Linked DNA regions of Mus musculus: regions 1, 2, 4, 5 and 6 are each linked to region 3. A link is a contact called in public HiChIP or PLAC-seq, capture Hi-C and promoter capture Hi-C data. All regions are on one chromosome and are shown on one strand. The core of a region is the stretch at or near the end of the contact, and the rest is flanking DNA. Distances in the headings are between cores, read along the strand shown.

The links. HiChIP or PLAC-seq counts read pairs in DNA pulled down with a chosen protein or histone mark. Capture Hi-C pulls out chosen DNA fragments and counts their contacts.
Region 1: a contact with region 3 is called in a promoter capture Hi-C map of adipose tissue, with 5 times the contacts expected there. The contact joins the promoter of Prr5 here to the promoter of Parvb in region 3. A contact is called at or near these places in 11 of 39 promoter capture datasets (the 3T3-L1 cell line, the C10 cell line, cranial neural crest and 7 more), 1 of 15 datasets of contacts at CTCF or cohesin (large pre-B cells), 13 of 115 datasets of contacts at active chromatin or transcription factors (embryonic basal ganglia, embryonic forebrain, embryonic hindbrain and 8 more) and 2 of 9 other capture datasets (adipose tissue and embryonic stem cells).
Region 2: a contact with region 3 is called in an H3K4me3 HiChIP or PLAC-seq map of embryonic basal ganglia, with 8 times the contacts expected there. The contact joins the enhancer-like site here to the promoter of Parvb in region 3. A contact is called at or near these places in 21 of 39 promoter capture datasets (the 3T3-L1 cell line, 3T3-L1-derived adipocytes, the C10 cell line and 14 more), 1 of 15 datasets of contacts at CTCF or cohesin (the NIH/3T3 cell line), 5 of 484 Hi-C or Micro-C datasets (the AML12 cell line, LSK cells, bone marrow-derived macrophages and 2 more), 22 of 115 datasets of contacts at active chromatin or transcription factors (SST interneurons, VIP interneurons, a beta-TC-6 cell line and 17 more) and 4 of 9 other capture datasets (adipose tissue, liver, macrophages and 1 more).
Region 4: an H3K4me3 HiChIP or PLAC-seq map of embryonic basal ganglia shows a contact between it and region 3, with 5 times the contacts expected there. The contact joins the enhancer-like site here to the promoter of Parvb in region 3. A contact is called at or near these places in 17 of 39 promoter capture datasets (the 3T3-L1 cell line, the C10 cell line, the HPC-7 cell line and 11 more), 1 of 15 datasets of contacts at CTCF or cohesin (the NIH/3T3 cell line), 20 of 115 datasets of contacts at active chromatin or transcription factors (the NIH/3T3 cell line, craniofacial prominence, embryonic basal ganglia and 13 more) and 2 of 9 other capture datasets (adipose tissue and embryonic stem cells).
Region 5: a capture Hi-C map of embryonic stem cells shows a contact between it and region 3, with 2.4 times the contacts expected there. The contact joins the promoter of Mpped1 here to the promoter of Parvb in region 3. A contact is called at or near these places in 4 of 39 promoter capture datasets (cranial neural crest, frontonasal cranial neural crest, liver and 1 more), 1 of 484 Hi-C or Micro-C datasets (embryonic stem cells), 1 of 115 datasets of contacts at active chromatin or transcription factors (embryonic stem cells) and 1 of 9 other capture datasets (embryonic stem cells).
Region 6: a contact with region 3 is called in an H3K4me3 HiChIP or PLAC-seq map of forebrain, with 5 times the contacts expected there. The contact joins the enhancer-like site here to the promoter of Parvb in region 3. A contact is called at or near these places in 10 of 39 promoter capture datasets (the 3T3-L1 cell line, 3T3-L1-derived adipocytes, the C10 cell line and 5 more), 1 of 15 datasets of contacts at CTCF or cohesin (large pre-B cells), 1 of 484 Hi-C or Micro-C datasets (bone marrow-derived macrophages), 6 of 115 datasets of contacts at active chromatin or transcription factors (differentiating embryonic stem cells, embryonic basal ganglia, embryonic stem cells and 3 more) and 4 of 9 other capture datasets (adipose tissue, embryonic stem cells, liver and 1 more).

Annotation. Positions count from the first base shown.
Region 1 is chr15:84,679,603-84,682,321 of GRCm38.p6, reverse strand. It overlaps Prr5 (proline rich 5 (renal)), which reads right to left and starts at 1,324. Exons shown (of 8, transcript NM_146061.4): 1 at 1,003-1,324. The coding sequence starts at 1,139.
Region 2 is chr15:84,602,267-84,605,158 of GRCm38.p6, reverse strand. No RefSeq gene overlaps it. Among named protein-coding and RNA genes, the nearest start is that of Gm34201, 24 kb to the left of the region's middle. Within about 2 kb of position 1,403, at least 12 of the 459 cell types and tissues checked have an H3K27ac peak or open chromatin away from gene starts, as enhancers often do.
Region 3 is chr15:84,230,761-84,233,460 of GRCm38.p6, reverse strand. It overlaps Parvb (parvin, beta), which reads right to left and starts at 1,418. Exons shown (of 13, transcript NM_133167.3): 1 at 1,275-1,418. The coding sequence starts at 1,389.
Region 4 is chr15:84,652,933-84,655,703 of GRCm38.p6, reverse strand. No RefSeq gene overlaps it. Among named protein-coding and RNA genes, the nearest start is that of Prr5, 27 kb to the left of the region's middle. Within about 2 kb of position 1,318, at least 223 of the 459 cell types and tissues checked have an H3K27ac peak or open chromatin away from gene starts, as enhancers often do. A contact at or near this core is called in the HPC-7 cell line, the NIH/3T3 cell line, craniofacial prominence and 8 more, where this site is marked.
Region 5 is chr15:83,778,463-83,781,434 of GRCm38.p6, reverse strand. Mpped1 (metallophosphoesterase domain containing 1) reads right to left here and starts at 1,412. Exons shown (of 7, transcript NM_172610.3): 1 at 1,328-1,412.
Region 6 is chr15:84,530,246-84,533,144 of GRCm38.p6, reverse strand. No RefSeq gene overlaps it. Among named protein-coding and RNA genes, the nearest start is that of Gm34027, 8.1 kb to the left of the region's middle. Within about 2 kb of position 1,379, at least 18 of the 459 cell types and tissues checked have an H3K27ac peak or open chromatin away from gene starts, as enhancers often do. A contact at or near this core is called in forebrain, where this site is marked.

The DNA of each region.
Region 1 (2,719 bases), core at 75-2,574, 450 kb before region 3:
GAAACTGAGGACCAGAAGTGGAAAACCAACTGCCTAGGGCCACACAACAGAGGAGTGGAGTTGAAATCTGAGCCAAAAGTCAGCATGGCTCCACTAAACCCTGGCCAGAGACAAGGAAGGGGACGAAGAGAGTGGTTGAGCAGTTCTGGGGAAAAGGAGTCTTCCTTCTCTCACAGTTCTGCTCCCAGCCCAATGAGGAGACCGGTGTAGGCCCAGCAGAGAGGGAAACTAAGGTAGGTAGTCTCAGCTCTCAGGCAGGCTGCAGCTTAGTGGAGGAACTTAGGGTCCCTGCTGGCAGCCGGGTGCCCCCCCCCCCCGATTGCTCTCAGACTAGATGAACAGAAGACATGTGTCCAAGTGACAGCCGTGTCCCTAGTGGCAGACCACAGAGGGTGAAGAACCTGGCAGGATTTCTCTGCCAGGTGGAGGGGTGGAGTGGAGAGCCAGCATCCACAAACCTCCCTCAATCCGTGTTTTACTTTGGATGGAAATACTTTTTTTTTTTTTTAATTTTTCCTTAAGGGCCAAGAGGAGACCCACCGGGGAACTATGGCTAAAAGAACTATCTGTGACTGGTTGAGAACACAGCTGGGGGAGGGGCTTCCCACGCCCGGCTGGTCCTGGATGGGCCTCCGGAAGGGTCCGGTAAGGAATGTCTGGCAGCTGGCGCACCCCCGCGGACAGCTGGGAGGCCCGGGGTCCAACTCAGGGAAAGCCACCGCCCACCCCGCGCCGAGGGCCCGACACGCATACAGGAAGTGCAGCGGCGCCCCGCCGGGGGCCCGCGAGGTTCAAGTGCGCCCCTGCGAAGTGGGGGCTCAGAGGCCTCCTGCTCCCCGGCCGCCCACCCACCCACCCACCCCCGGGGAGCGATCGTGGGCTCTAGCCGCTGACACGTTGCACTCACTTCCCTCCCCGCGCACGGCCCGGCGGCGGGGCGAGCTGCGCGCAAAGTGGCGCGGTGCGGTCTCCGGCCACGCCGCTCCGGGCTGCGCGCCTTACCTGTTCCAGGTGGCGTTGGCGCAGGCCCGGCGCTGCTGCGTGCCCCGCTCGTCCGTACCCGCCGCGCCCGGCTCCCTCTTGCCCAGGTCACTGAGGCTGGGCGAACTCATGAACTTCAACCTGCGGAGAGTCCTCATGCTCACCCCGGCCCACACGCGCCCCCGCGTCCCCTACGACGATAGTCGGCGGCTAGCAGCAAGCCCGGCGACCCCGTGGGGTCCCGCCCGGGTCCTGCGCCCCCGCCCGGGGCAGCACTCCCAGCGCGGGGCCCTGTGAACCATGGCTCGCGGCGGCTCAGCGTGGAGCGCTCGGAGCGCAAAAGCAGGCCGGGGGCGGGGCCTCCAGCCTGGGCGGGGCCATAGTGGGCGTGGTCTCCTGTTGGGAGGGCGGGGCCGGCGTCTTGGAGCCCTCTGCGGCCAAAGGGCCAGCTCAAGGGGCTGGCTCCTTTGCTCTCAGCCACCTCCCTTCTTCCCTTCGGAAGCCACCACACAGGAGCCACAGAGCAGTTCAATCCCAACTGTCCACCCGGCACCCAACCAACCCTGTGGTCACACACACACCATGCACAGGGACTCATAGGCTCCCATTAACGTCTCTTGAACTCACTCCCTCTCCAGACACCCATCCCAGGAGGAAAGGCTGTGCCCACAGAGATCTATCCAGACCCCTTCACGTGGACACAGGCTCCGCCCACTGCGGATCAAAGCTTTCTGCCGGGTGCCTCAGCCATCAGCCCCACCCCACCTGAGTTTAGCATGACCAGGCTGTCCTAGAGCCTTTTCTCGGGGGAGGGGCCAGGGACTAGGGTCCTCTCAGGCCGGTACCTTGGATGATTGACTGGCCAGAGGGGTTGTTGCACCGAGAGTTGAAGGAATGGAGGACAGTGGCACCCCCTGAATCCCAGATCCCCTTGTATGGTAGAAGTCAGAGTGTCTCCTCAATCCTGGTGACTTAGGCACAAGGCAAAATGATCCTAGGACAGGACAGCCCTGGGGCATTGAGGCAAATTTGAATTCTACCTGCTGGGAATGTTGTGGGGGCACCCAGGGCAAAATAATCTCTCCCGGGTTCTGCCACCAGAACATGGCAGGCTGGACCAAGGCTCACGAACACACAGTGCCCCTGACACCCCAGCTCCTGACACACAGCCTCCTTCAAGCAAGATCTGGGAGTCCCACTCGTTTTGCCTGCCACTTCCAAGCACAGCCCCAGGTGACTTGCAGGAGAGTAGAGTCATGGTTCAACTCCCACCATCAGCATTTCCTAACCAGCCACTGTGTACTGGACACCCCCACATGCCTGTCTTAGGAGGCAAGGATCAAACAGACAACTCCTTGTTCGCAAGAACTCTCACAGAGCCGAAGGCCACTCAACCTATTGTGAAATGGCAGCCAGGGCAGGGAAGGGCTGGGCTGCTCCTACCTCCTTCATTCAGTCAATGGCCCCAGTGAGGACCTGACTTGGGGGTCAACAGCAGATGAATTTTCCAGTCTCCAAACAACAGGCACCAGCTTTCTGAACCAAGTCAAGGAACCCAGGTCTGGGAGGATGCGGCATTCAGGTGGGGGTGTAGAAACTGCTCACTCAGGTGTACAGTGGTGGTCAGCATGGCTGGGGGGAGGGGAGGGGAGGGGAGCGGAGGGGAGGGGAGGGCTGTCATTGCTCCATAGCACTAGCCTTGTGGCTAGTCCTATGTCCCGGGTGGGTGCTCTCCATC
Region 2 (2,892 bases), core at 154-2,653, 370 kb before region 3:
ACAGAGCACGTGCAAAAATGGTTGTGTAGAGAAACCTATCCTGAGAGCAGAAAAAACTTCTGAGAATGGGTGGAACTTGAAGGCTGCTTTGGTTCTTGTACTGGCTGGTTTTGTGTCAACTTGACACAAGCTAGAATCATCAGGGAGGAAGGAACTTTAGTTGAGGAAATGCCCCCATGAGATCCAGCTGTGAGGCATTTTCTCAATTAGTGTGATCAAAGGGGGAGGGCCCAACCCATGATGGGTGGGGCTATCCTTGGGCTGGTGGTCCTGGATTCTATGGGAAAGCAGGCTGAGCAAGCCATTAAGCAACACTGCTTACGGGCCTCTGCATCCGCTTCTGCCTCCAGGATCCTGCCCTGTTTGAATTCCTGCCCTGACTTCCTTCAGTGATGAACAGCAATATAGAAGTGTAAGCCGAATAAACCCTTTCCTCCCCAACTTCCTTTTTGGTCATGGTGTTTTGTGACAGCAATAGAAACCCTGACTGAGACAGTTCATTTGGAGACTACACTTCTCCCTAGAACTTACCATCCTCCTTCTCCCATGACCTGCTCGCTGGGCATCCTCAGGGCCTGCCCATTGAAAGTGCCAGCTCTGAGTTTTGCTGTGGGGTGGCTGGTGCTGGTGGGCCAAGCAGCTCGGTAGGTGGAGTGGGGTGAGAAGTGGTCTTGAGAACTGAGAGTGTGGAGCTGGAGGCCACTGGCTGCAGGAGGCACAGAATGGACCTCGTGGTGCTGGGCCTGGGCTGAAGGCTGTGAGTTTCTCAGCAAGCTGTGGGATTTGGGGAGTAGGCAACCTCACTTGGCAAAGGCAGGGAAGAGCTATTGGTTACAGCAGGGAGAGAACCAAGCACGTGCCTAGGAGCACCCTCACTGGTGAGCCTTTGGATACAGTCTCCCCAGGCTACAGAGCAAGCAGATCCCCAGATCCAGGCTCCTAAGGGGCTTAACGAAACCGTATTCCCACGACTCTGCCTGCTACAAAATCCAAGCACATGGTGCCACAGGTAGTCTCTGAAGGCTCCAGGAACCTGCAGTTCCTCCTGGCCCTGGGCCACTCCAAACCATTGCTGATGCCACACATTGTCTCAGTATCCTCTCTTCCTCACACGAGGACCCCACTCGTCTACTCACAGCCACCAAACACTGCCTGGTCTTCTTTGCTAAGACCTTGGTTCCAAACGGAGTCAGGAGACTGAAGCTTGGAGTATCTGTGAGTTTTGGTGTATGCCATTCAGCTTGCTACTGGGACAGGGCATCAGGTCACACATGAACCCCACAGTCTGCTGAGCACCCCTTGCAAATCACAGGAGCCGGTCTCTGACTCCTAGGCTGTTGGCCACCAGGGCTCAGTTCCTGCCAGGAGTTGGCTGAGCGCTGACGTAGGTACTGACCACAGCAGCTCTAATGTTCCCCGTAATTGCATTCCCAGGCCCAGGAAACTCTCGCTTGCCTCCCTGAGACATGCAGAGAAGGCCAGTAATTAGATATCTGCCTTCCCAAATCACTCCTTTTTTCAGAGTTAGAAGTAATTTTCTGTCTGGGAATAATTAACTTTGAGGACCTGGGCGAGGTCTGCGGGAGGAAGAAGGTGGCTGGAAGCCTCTCTGAAGAAAGCTGGGAGCTAAGCTTCAGGCCATGGGTGGCCTGTGTCAGAAGTGGGCCCCAGGTATCCAATTACCTAGTGGTCCTGCCTGTCATCTCCTAATGACTCCCACAGCTTCCTAGAACAGCTCTGTTTTTCAATGTCATCTCCCGGGATTGTACTTCAGGTGGCCTGGGACTTGGAGGGGAGTAGATTTAAGTCCAGATCTAGGGCCTTCAAGGCAGGGATCTAGTGGTGATGTCATGGGCAACTGTAGGGTATGTGTGAACCAGGACAATGGATGGTAGCTGTTCAGAAAAAGCCTTAAAATTGCTGGTCCTGATGACAGAGGTGGTGGGATCAGTCGGCGAGGACGAGGGGTACTGGCTGTCCTCACGGTCTCCCAGTGGATGCAGAAGCTACAGCCAGGCCTCATAGCCAGGAAGGGGCAGAGAAGCCAAGAAAGCTGCGATGATCCCCAGGGATGCCCAAGGCTGATTTCTGGGAAGGTTCTGCCCCTTTATTTCCTCATAGGCTGTGGCATCCCTGTTGATCTCAGGCAGTGGCCGAGACCCTCAGTCAGGGCCACTTTAGGCCCAGGGATAACAACTAGTACGTCCCTTTCCCCTCCTCCTGCAAACTTAGGCCCAAGCGATATGGGTACATACCCAGTGACCCACAGGGTAGAGCTGGATCCAAGATGGCACTCAGTTTACCTTCCACCTGGGACTGTAGGCTGGTTCTAGATCCTTCTGTCACTAAGTGACCTTCAGATAAGGAGCCTGTCTAAAGAGATGGCAAGGTGAATGATGTTTAGTTAGGTAAGGGTACCTGCTGGGTCCCTGTGGGTTTTGGGATAAGAGTGAGTTTCTCCTGTGGTACCACACACACAAGGCTTGAGTGTGTTCCTGGGTCCCCATCCTCAAGTGGCCATTGAGAGGCAGAGGCCAAGGTTCCAAGGATGGGTGTCTCAGGGCATCTTGAGTCTCAGGTGTGCCAACAGCAGCCCTGAGAGGGCTTCTAGACTGAGATGGGGTTCAGGCTCTGTGGAAGACCACGATCTTTGGTGACCCAGAGGTCCAGGAGGGTGGCAGCCAAGCAGAGGCCAAGTTGTGAGTCCCCATGAGGGTAGGGGACATATCAGCCAGTGGGTACAGAGCTCATGGCTATGTCTCCATCAGACCTGGGTGGTACCAGCCACCATCATGGCAGCTGATCAAACCAGGAGGATCCTCAGTGTGAGATGGGAATAGGGCAGGATCCAGTGTGGGAGCAAGACTCCCTACAGCAGAGAGGATGCTTAAC
Region 3 (2,700 bases), core at 169-2,668:
AGAAAATAGATTTCTAGGCAGGATGGCAACGTCGGCACTGAGAAACCAAAGACAACAGTGGGTGACCAAGGGAGACAAGGACTTCGGTCTCATTTAGGATACTGATGGAGATGCAGGCCAACCTGAAGGGTCTGGAATGGAAGACTTGAGAGGGGAAGAGCCCATTTGATTAGCAATAAACCCTAGGAAGAAGACCAGGCCTGCCTGCCCCCTGGACAATCTAGGTTGGTAAAGGGCATTCTGGGGTTGAAGGCCTGGGAAGGCAAGTCTGGGCAGAATGTGGGACCCACAGTGTCTTCACCGGTTCTATCAAAGAAGTTCAGCATTTCCCCACATGCCCTGCCTTTCAAGACACCTTGAAAGGCCAGAATGAGTCTGCCCATAATTTAGGACCTGGAGGTCCCTTTATGAGTAAATACCTCACGCCGGTCCTTTGGGCCCACAGGGTGATTATCAGTCACCTCTTAGGCAGGGCTTGCCCTGGAGGCCCAGGCTTTCTGGGAGTCAGTGTGGCTCCAGTGGCTGGAGGAGACCCTCAGCACACCCTAACTTGGGGGTCCCCAGGAAGTGTTGTCTCTGAAGCTTCTTTCTACCTGTCCTTTCTCAGAAAGCCCCTCCCATTCCTCGTGAGCTGCCGGAATCTCAGCCCAAGGGCAAGAGCCTCCAGGACAAAACAATAGAAAATTCAGGAATGTTTCTGCGAGGGGAGGGGAGGGAACTGCGGTACCTTAGGGCTCTGGCCAGAGGCGGAGAAGTTACATCCCTTGCAGTTTTGTTTTTTAAAAGTTTTGAAAGTAAAAAGTCGTTTTAAAATTACTTTCCTGCGCAGGGGGCATGACCTCCCCCCCCGCCCCTCCCCCCCGCCCCCTGCCCTTGCACTGGTTCCAGGCTTCCCCAGGCTCCTGGCCTGTGTGTCCTGTGCCCTTTCATTGACTCCCAGCTTAGGGACGGAGCCATGCTTGCAGGCATCACGCAAACAGTAGCCGGTCCTCTCTACCAGCATGTGTCCAATCACTGTGACGAGAGTGTCACACGACAAGGATGAGCACAGGAACAGTAGCTTGCTAGGCCTGTGTCCAGAGCAGAACGCACGTCCTATGCACTGGGCCAGCACTGCAAATGTCTTACGGACAGGGACCGGCCTGTCCCAAAGGTCGCGTAGCCTGAGCGCGACAGGAGGGCTCATTGGCGCCGCCGAGGCGGGCAGGGAGCGGACACACGGGGGACACCGCTGGCACCCGGCTGGCGCCAAAGGGACGCAGGGGCACACTCACCCTCCCTGGTCTTCTTCTTCCTTGCCAGTGTGCCGCCCAACTTGCCCAAGAAAGACTCGTCCTTCTTCATCTTGGGGGCCCGCGGGGTGGGCGACCGTGGTGGCGCGGAGGACATAAGCGAGTGCGCGCCACCCACCGCCGGCCGGGGAGTGGCCAGGAGGGCGCGGCCCCGGCTTCCCCGCCCCTGCCTACTGACCCCGAGGTCCCGGTGCTGCAGCTGAGCTCCCCCGCCCGCAATACAGCAGGACCCTGCGCGTAGTGCCAGGCACGACCGGCCCCCTTTTGTGCAGCCTCACCGTGCTGGAAGCCCAGAATCAATTAGTCCCACAAACATGTACGGTCAGATGTTGAGTCTCTGCCAGAATCCTGGCGCAGGACTAGGGCATCCCTTGAGTCGATGCTTTGGGTGTAGTGGGTGCCTTTGTGGGACAGTAGCCTCATACACAGTGACCCTTCCCCCAAGGCAAGCCCAGCCAAAGAGTTCCATGGGAGCCACGGGCTGGAAGAATCCGGGCAGCATGGGCACCCGGAGGAAGAGCGCAGGCCCCAGGGAAGGATGCTAGGCTAACAGCCATGACCAGGTTTGTGTTGCACAAAATTGATTGTTGCTGATTTGGGAACAGTAGATGATGAACAAGGATGGGACCAGGCAGGGAGGTTTACTAGGAGCGAAATGAACGTGTTTCTAGAGACGCTGCGGGGTAGAGGCAGCATGAGAACTGAGGCGTAGGCAGAGGGAAAACCAAATGGCCTGTGGCTCCAGCAGAAGGGTGGTTGCGTGGCTCAGCAGAGATAGGAGCTATCAGGGCCGGGGCGCAGGCAGCACCTAATCTGCTGGGAGGGGGGTGTGTGTGAGGGGGAGGTGTTTCTTCCTTCTCCCTTTGTACTGGCTCAGAGCCTCGCTCCTTCTGGCGAGCGGTTTCAGTTCAGTGCAGGAAATATTGACGCTGGCAGAAGGGGTGTAGCCAAGCTGGCTGTTCAGCTAGGATGTGCCTGGGCTCTCCTTGGGATTTGTCATGGAGAATGGGGTGCCCAGTATCTAAAGAGTTACAAGCCAAGGGTGGGATGGGCACAGTGGGGATCCCCTTAGGAGGAGAAGGATCAGAGAGGGCCAGGATTTGGGAAGAAATAGGGAAGAGAGAGTTGCTAGGGAAGGATGGTTTCCAAAGACCAAGATAAAAGTGTTGCCTCCCTCCACTATGATAGGAAGAAAACTCACAGACCTGGGCCAGGCATCTCTCACCCTGGCCCAGTTCCTGGCTGCTCTTATCTCTACTAAAGCACACCCCTCTTTGGCAGCACGGGACATTTACTTGGCTTTCCCAGGCTGACTTCCCTCTCATAACTGTCAGGGAGCCTGAGACCCCAGGATCCCGGAAATCTCAGAAATACAAACTCCCTGCATCCCACGTGACAGTGGTTAATC
Region 4 (2,771 bases), core at 69-2,568, 420 kb before region 3:
ACTATTCCGAACAGACTCATGAGCCCCTCCCCTTGGCTGTCAGACTATGGAGATAATGCACCCCACGATTCTGGGATATTGATATTCCCAGGGGTTTCACACTGGGAAAAGAACAAAGCTGACTCCTAGAGCTGACCCAAGGAGGAGCTTGCATCCTAGGAAGAGATTCTGCACGGTCCTCATAGTTTATCAGACCACCTTGCAGAAGAGACTAGACGCAGACAATGATGGTAGGCGGGGCCCCGCTTGGACCAGGACTGCCTGGCTATGCACACTTCTTCCCCTTTATGTCAGCCTAAATATCTTGTTAGGACACAGAAGATGGCCTTGAGTAGGAAGCAGTCCCTGGGCCTCTGCGTTCACCTTCCCAACATGGCTATGTTGAATAAACTTCCTATTTTCTCCTCTCTGCGTGTTGCTTGTCTTTAATTGGCTTGTCGAGGACAGTTTGCTGAGCTTGGCTTGTTGGGGGGGCTGCCAGGGCCCAGACCTTAACTTGAGTAACAAGCCCACAGGGAAGCCTTGCAGCTGGGAAGCTGGGGTTGGAATGCAGAAGGACTCCCAGTTGCTCGGAAGAGCTTGAAGGGCAGGGCTGAAGAGCAGGGTGAGCGAGGCCTAAACGCTAATTCTGCCAGTTGCTATGATCAAGGTTGTGATGTTGGAAGCCCATGCGGTGGTTCTCAACCTTCCTAGCGCCGTGGCCTTTCTATTTCGTTCTTCACATTGTGGTCATCCCCAACCTTAAGATTGCTTTGTTGATGCTTAACTTAAATTTTCATAACTGTAATGTTGCTACTGCTATGAACCGTAATGGAATATATCTGCTATGCAGGATATCTGCAATGCGACTTCCCCTCCCCCCATAGCCTGGGAACTGCTACCATAGGGGTTGGGTTGCTTCTGTCCGCTAGGGAGAGCTGAGGGAAAGTCTCCCTCAACAGCAGGCTCACAGATTTACAGTTCCTGGGAAAGTGTCATCCTGCAGTCCTCAGCTGCCCTGCCAGTGAGTGTCCACCCTGGGTCCCCACAGAAGAGCCTGAGAGGATGAGGAGATCAGGACCCTGGTTCCAGGATGGGCACCTTTCCTTCATCCCCATGGGAACAGCTCTGGCCGGCAACTCTTCCTCCCCCACCCCAAGACATAGAACTTGATGATAAAGAGTCTAAGCTCCCTCCTCCATGCACACTCAGAAAGCCCGGCAGGCAGCTGCCCCATCCCCCGCCCCGCCCCGCCTCCCCCCACTCATCCACATCCTGTGTCCCAGGGTGGGATTAGTGACGAAGGCTGTGGTCTGGCATCCTGCCAGCAATCTGTCCTTCCGCGGCTGCTCTCAGGTTTCCATGTAGAGTCAGCACAGGCGCAGTTGGCCTGAGATGGCTGGCTTCTTGGAGAGCCTGCAGCCAGCCTGCCGTCAGCATCCCAGACCTTTCAACGGGTCCGTTCGGTGCTTTATCCACAGAGCCAGGGCTCTGTAGAACGCTTCTAGGTTTCCTACGCGAGCAACATACAGGCTGTTTAGCGCTTCCGGATCAAGGGGGGAATGGGGAGAGCCGAGATCCATGTCTTATGCCGGGCTGCTGGAGAAAGCTTCCGATTTACTGTGACGTTAGTCTATACGTTCTTGGAATTTCTTTACCGGTTGGTGGGGTATCCCTTTTTTTTTTTTAATTTGTTTGAGGATTATTCGTTTTTGCATCTATTGAAGACATTTGTCCTTAAAATTTTTTTTTTTTTTTTTAATTCTGGGGCTGGGGCTGTAGCTCCGTTGGTAGAATACTCGTCTAGCACACACAAAGCCCCAAGTTCCACCCACAGCATGGCATAAAACCAGGTAGGGTCCCAGCACCGACCAGGAGTTCAAAGTCCTTCTTGGTTATAGAGCAGAGTCAAAGCTATCTTGGGTTGCTTGAGATCCTCACAAAGTTATAGATTCTGTGTGATGGCTTAGATGGTTATATATCCATAACCCTAGAATTCTTTCTTTCCTTTTTCAAGACAGGGGTTTTCTATGTAGCCCTGACTGTCCTGGAACTCACTCTGTAGACCAGGCTAGCCTTGAACTCTATCTGCCTGTCCAGGACAGCCAAGGTTACAAGAGAAACCCTGTCTTGGAAAAACCAGAGGGCGGGGGTACTCTATTTTGATTTCTTGGGATAGGGTCACATGTAGTTCAGGTTGACTTTGATTTCCAGATAGCACCCCCACACCCCGCCTCTTCTTTATCTATTTTATTGCAGAGCCTATAATGCCTACTTGATGGTCAGGGTTTAGCTGAGCCAAGTTGAGCCAGATAAAGACTTTCATTAGCCTGGGCTCTCCTCTGAGCGGAGCCTCATGTCCTCAGTCAGCCCTCCCCAGCCCTGGCACAGAAGGGCTGAGCTGGCTGTGTGGCTGAGGAGGTCGCTACACTGGATTCTTCACCTTTCGACTGAGCGGATTCCTGGAATCTAAGAGCATGAAAACTCATAACCCTGCGGGACTCCCAGCTCTGTTTCTGAATTCTAGGCCCCATCTTACCCTCTGCCACTGCACTGCTTAAAACCCGGGGATGGGGAAGGAGATGCCCCACAAGGGAACCCCCAGACCTCCGTCTACCTGACAGCCTGTGTGTCTTCACACCCGGTTAGCTCTTCATCCAAAGCCTTCGTTTTGTCTCCTACATGGGATGAGCCTTGCTCAGATCTGGAGTTTCTGGGCTTTGCTTGATTTTCTTTGGACCTCCATCCTTGTACCCTTTCTTACACTGGCCTTTCTTAGTGGCCCCAGAGAA
Region 5 (2,972 bases), core at 163-2,662, 450 kb after region 3:
GTGACCACCAGCTCCAAAGCCTGGTGTTCTCCTCTGCCTGGGTACCCTACCCAGATGGTCTCCTAATGCCTTGGCTTCTAGCTGAGATGGAGCAGTCACCCCAAAGCCTGTCCAGACTCCCCCCAAGGCATTTTTAGTCATGTGCCAAATACTACTGAAGTTGTTTTAATTTTCCTTTGGCCAAGGCTAGTTGGGGTGTTAATATGGTTAGTGACTGATCCCCACCCCCAACACCCCCCTAATGTAGCTGATCCCTGCTAGCAAGTCTGCCACAACCATTCATAAACCGGCAAGGAGCCCAACCATTCAATGGTGCCTCACTTTTGTTCGCCGGGTTTAATTTTATAATTGTTAACAGTTCGTTCTCCTCCCAGCCATTCAGGGGAAGAAGTGGGGGGGGGGAGGGCTGCAATTCTGAAAGGATGCTGAAGGAGAGGGGACAGTCCAGTAGTGAGGAGGAGACAATCCTGCCAGACTAGCTGGACATCCAGGTCCAATGTGCTCTGTGTCCTGACCTCAATGAACCACTGAGCCTGGGCCCAGAGGGTCAAGAGAGGATGGAGTCTCCAACCCCTAAGACTGGCCTCCTAGTCTCTTTCACATAACATCACTCCTCTGCCCCTGCCTAAACCCAGGAAGGCTGTGTTTGAATTCTCTCTCCCGTAGCATGTCCCAAAATAAACACACAGAGGCACCTTTCGGCTTGGGCACTCCATGAAATACTGTCCTGAAGGACTGGGTGCTGTCTGATTAGTCACTGAAGCCTCTGAGGGGGCACAGCAGAGAGCAGTAAGTGTGTTGAATGAGTGAAGGAAGGATGATGGATTGATAGATGGGTGGATGAATGGACGACACATGGGTGTTAGTGAAGTTCCCGGCAATACCCAGCAAAAGTAGCCACTTGACCAGCATCCGTCCCCTTCTCACCCCTCACCTCCAAGTGTCAGCAGAGGCTGGCAGCACACAGTAGGCTCTCCACAACAGGAGGTGGCTATTGTTACCACCCCCATCATCACTTGCACCCCACCAGCCCTCTCCTCCCACCGGCTACTCCAACAGCAGTCAGCGGCAGTCGACCAGCCTGGGAAAAGTTTCGCTGACCGCGCGGCCCCGGCCGAGCCCCCTCCCGCCAGCCCCGGCCCCGCTGGCTGCGCAGCGGCGGTAGCCGACCCGGGGCCGCGCGCCCGGGGCAAGGCAGAGGCGGCCAAAGTAACTTTACGGGCGCCGCGGGGCCCCCCGGGTGCGGGGACAGGGTCCCAGCCGCGCCCCCTCCGGCCCGCCGCCCGCGCCCAGCCCCGCTCGCACTCCCGGCCCGGCCGGGTCCTACCTGGCCCCGGGCTCCTCTTCGGCGGCCGCGAGCAGCAGCGCGCGCGGAGGGCGGCGGGGGCCCGGCTCCCGCGAGGGCGGCGCGCAGGGGCGGGGGCCTCTGCGCCGCGCGGCCGAGGCTGCGAGTGGGAGCCAGACTCCTCCTTCGCGGGGCGGGGGGCTCCCCGCGCCCCCTCCCCCTCCCCCGCCCGGCTCCGCGCCGCCCCGGCCCCGCGCGCCGCCGCGCCGCTCCGCCCGCGCGCCCGGGCCCCGCAGGAGCGCGATCGCGGCCTCGGGCCCCGGCCCCGCGCGCCCTCCCGCCCGGGTCCCGGCCGCCCCGGCCGCGCCTGGGGCCTCGGCGCCCTCCCGGGCCGGGAGCCCGCATCCCGCCGCTCAGGGGCCGCCCCGCGCCCTCTCCACGCAGCCCCTAGCCCCGGCCGCCGAGCGCCTGGAGAGGGGAGCGGGGCGGGGCGCCCTCACCTCCGGAGCCGCGCGCCGCGCTAGGCACCGCGTGCAGGGGCATGCGTGGCTCCTTCTCGGTGCCCGGGCACCCGCTCCGCGGTTAGGACCCCAACCTGGGGCCACCGGGGTCTCTGTCCATAGAGAGATGCGGACACCTCCCCCTCCCTCAACTGGATCAGGCCAGGGTCCTCTTGTTGAGCCCCTTCTGACTCCCGGTCTCCCAGCCTGGTCTCCTGGGTGGCCCACAGTGGCCTCACCTAGAAACCCAGTACGGGCAGGTAAGCCAGTCTGGAAGGCAGAGGACCTAGTGCTAGGTTTCCAGGAGGCCCTGTCCCGGGAGGCAGAGAGAATGAGACATAGAGGTCTCTCCAGTGCAAAGTTTGAGAGGCCAAAGACCCCCGACCCCTGACCAGGATAAAAAGGAGTCCACAGGGCCTAGCTCTGTCCTGGGCCTCTCCCCACAATGGAACTTAGGAGGGAAGTCCACCCAACATCCCTTAACCAGTATTTGTGGGTTCTACTTGCTTATCACAGAGCCTACCATCTCTCTCAGATGATTAGGGTCAGACCCGCAAGGGCACCTCAGTTGGCACTTGGGGCTTGGGTTGCTCTGAAGGAGAACCCAGTCTTGTGAGAGAGGCAGAGGGAGATATGGCACGTGTGGGAAGAGGGGACAGCCACCTGGGGTGGCTTCCTGAAAGTGGAGATGCTACATGGGGTAAGATCATGCCCAGGCTGGGGAAAAAAACCCTTCTAGATAGAGGCTGGTACAGGCCAGGGTCCTGGGCAGGGTGGGATGCTGAGGCTCTGTGGAGCTAGAAGAAAAAGAAATGGAGGTAAGGTTCTTGGGCGCTTGGCTAAGCCCATGGAGTTTGCTAGGGTGTTAGGGAGCCGTTGAAGGTTATGGCCAGGCCTTGCTATGACCAAGCTTGTGCTTTGAGAGAACTCATTCCAGCATCCCAGACAGGGAGTAGGTCTGGTTAGGAAGAGGCTAAGGAGGAGAAACTGATGGTGCAGAGCTCTCTCCCAGTGGGACCCCATAACTCACCCTGTAGACCCTTCCCTCCTAAGACTACAACACCACTTTGTGCTTCAGAGAACATCCCTGCCTACCTGAGAGACAAGGCTGCAGCTCAGGACATCAGCAGGCTCTCCCTGCTGCCTGCCAAGAACAATGGCACAGCTGGGCATGGCCTTTAGGGGAC
Region 6 (2,899 bases), core at 130-2,629, 300 kb before region 3:
CACTAGAAGGTTCTTGGAATGAAGCCCTGGGTTTCCTCAAAGACTGTTGCTCAGCCTAGCACATCATCTCTCTGGCTTTGCAGGGTCTTCAGGGTTCACAGTGTTAGCTTTTCCCTTCCAGTTCAGTTTCTGCTCATGCTCTCTCTCTCTCTCTCTCTCTCTCTCTCTCTCTCTCTCTCTCTCTCTCTCCCTCCCTCCCTCCCTCCTTCCCTCCCTCCCTCCCTCCCTCCCTCTCCTTCTGTCTCTGCCTGTAACTCTGTCTGTCTCTGTCTCTCTTCTCCCTTCCTTCCTCCCTTCCTTCCCCACTCTGTCTCTTTCTCTCTCTCTCTCTGTCTGTCTCTGTCTCTTTCTCTGTCTGTCTCTCTCTCCATCACCAATATCCCCAGAGATTTCTCCACGCTCGGGTCACGCAAGCCAGAGCTCTTTGATGCAGAGTGTACATAAGTACGGAGAGGTGTCTTCATGAGGGAGCAGCCATCCATGCAACCAACACGGGCTACTCACAAAGATCTAGCCTGCCTGGGCATCTGGGGTTACAAAGTGACTTTCCAGCCCAGCCTCCTGGGCTAGGATGCTGTGATGCTAGGAAATTGTGATTCTCTTCTCTCCTGGTCAAGGGCTTGATTCTGCAGTGTTCTTGCATGAGTACCTGCCAGGTGCCAGGCAGGGTCTGGTTCCAAGCCTTACAGCTGTTAGGAAGCCTTGTCTCAAGCCCTGGACTCCATCTGGCTGTCACTGAGGTGTGCATGAGGCCAGCTCTCCTGCTGAGAGACTGGTCTCCAGGGAAACAGGCTCAAACAAGTCAACTCTCATCCGCCAGGACTTTTCAGAGAATTAATTTCTAATTTCATTAATTTCTCACATTCTCCTGCCCCCCTCCGTTTCATTAATTTATAAGCTCATCTTTATTATTTGATTTCCTCTGGTATTTTTGCTTCTTTTAGTTCTTTTAGGTGTGTGAACTGGATGCTTAGTTCATTAATTTTCAGCCTCCGTTATTTCTTAATATTCATGGCTCGGGTGTTCTCGGCGCTGCCTGCCTCCCACATGCTTGGAAGTTCTTGTTTCTATTTTCCACTCAAGACAAAATATCTTCTCATTTGCATGGCGTTCCGTTCTGTGACCTGTAGATTATTGAAATGAGCATTTTTAATTCATAGCTATCTTTTTCCTGATTCTTGAACCTAATTACCTTGCACTGGGTGCTTACACGTGACACCCTTTGAAGTTTATTAAGAGCTCTTTTATGGCCAAAATATGGCCAAATTTTGAAAAGGTTCCACGTGTGCCTGAGGATAATGAGCAGTCGGCTGCCATGTGTCGGTTTCTCACGCCCCAATTAGGCCCCGAGTGCTGATGATGCATCGTGAGTCTCCTGCGTCCACAGTTGTTTTCAGTCTGCTTCCTGTGGCCGTTATTGAAACCTGGCAGTGGGATTCGGGGCAGAGACAGGATCTTTTGGCATGGAAACAATAGAAACAAGGCAAAGCCAAATGTTGTGAACAACACTAGCAATGCTCTTTAATTAGGGCTTCAGCTTGCAAGCAGAAGGGAGCCAAAGCTGGCCAAGAAGGGGACCAAGCAGCTTACAATAAAAAAAAAAGAGGGGTGAAGGAGGGGCTAGCTCTTACTGATTTTCTAGGGTGGGCTACAATCTGGTAATTTTATGTCAGCTGTGGGAATTTTCCTAAGCTATTTACCCAGTTGAGAGTGCAAGCATCCAGCCAGGCAGTGGTGGCACACACCTTTAATTCTAGCACTTGGAAGGCAGAGACAGACGGATTTGTGAGTTCGAAGCCAGCCTGGTCTACAGAGTGAGTTCCAGGACAACCAAGGCTATACAGAGAAACCCTGTCTTGAAAAAAAAAAGTAAAGAAAAATAAAAAAAATAAAAATAAATAAAATAAATAAAGAGTGCAAGCATCCAATTTTGAGGTTTGCAGGCAAAGGGGCCAGTGACCTAGCCCAGGAACTTCTGAGTACCACCTGGGGTTGGTGCCATCATCCCAACCAAACTCCTGGGCGTAATGTGCTCTTTCTTCTGGGCCTTGCTGTGCTCCTTGGGGAGTGTAGGTGCTGAGCATGTCATGGGGAGAAAGCTGGCAAGCCATACTCCTCCATGGTCTCAGCTTCAGTTCCTGCCTCTGAGTTCCTGCCCTGACTTCCCTCAGTGATAGGCTGAAATAAACTGGAGTTGTTTTTGGTCAGTGTTTTATCACAGGGATTAAAAGCCAACTATGTCATGGTCCTGCCGTGTCCAGAAGACACTTAAGCCTGGTCCTCTGGCTCTTACAATAGTTCCACTTCTCCGTGATGTCCCTCTTTTTCTACAGGTGAAGGGTATTCAATCAAAAAGGCACACTTATGTTAACACACGTGTGGACAGATGTGTGGCTTACTTCTGCTTTTGTAAACTTTTGAGGATCATGCTGCTGTGAATATCTGTGTAGAGGCTGCCTGCAGATCTGGTTGTGAATTGTATACCGACGACATGTTTAACCCTTGGCAGGGCTGCACTGTTTCCCCAGGAAGTATCTTGGACCTTCTTCCAAGTAATACGTGGACATGACTTTTCTTCAACTCTTCCTGTTGCTTTCATGATGTTGCCCCCTCCCATGCTCATGTTGAGGAGACTTGATGCCAGGTAGAGCAGAGACAGGCCTGTGAGAGGCAATCACAATCACGGGGGCACCATCTTTGCCAATGTGATCAGCACGCACAGTAAAGGGCTTGACAACAGAAGGTAGAGCGCTCTTGATCTGTAGCCTTCCCACTGGGAGAGGACATGGCATGCCATGCCTGGTATCGGGAGCACAGAGTAAACTCACAAGTGCCCAGTCCCGCTGATGTGAAACAAAATGCTGTGCTTTGTAGATCAGATGAGCTATGGTCACAAAGG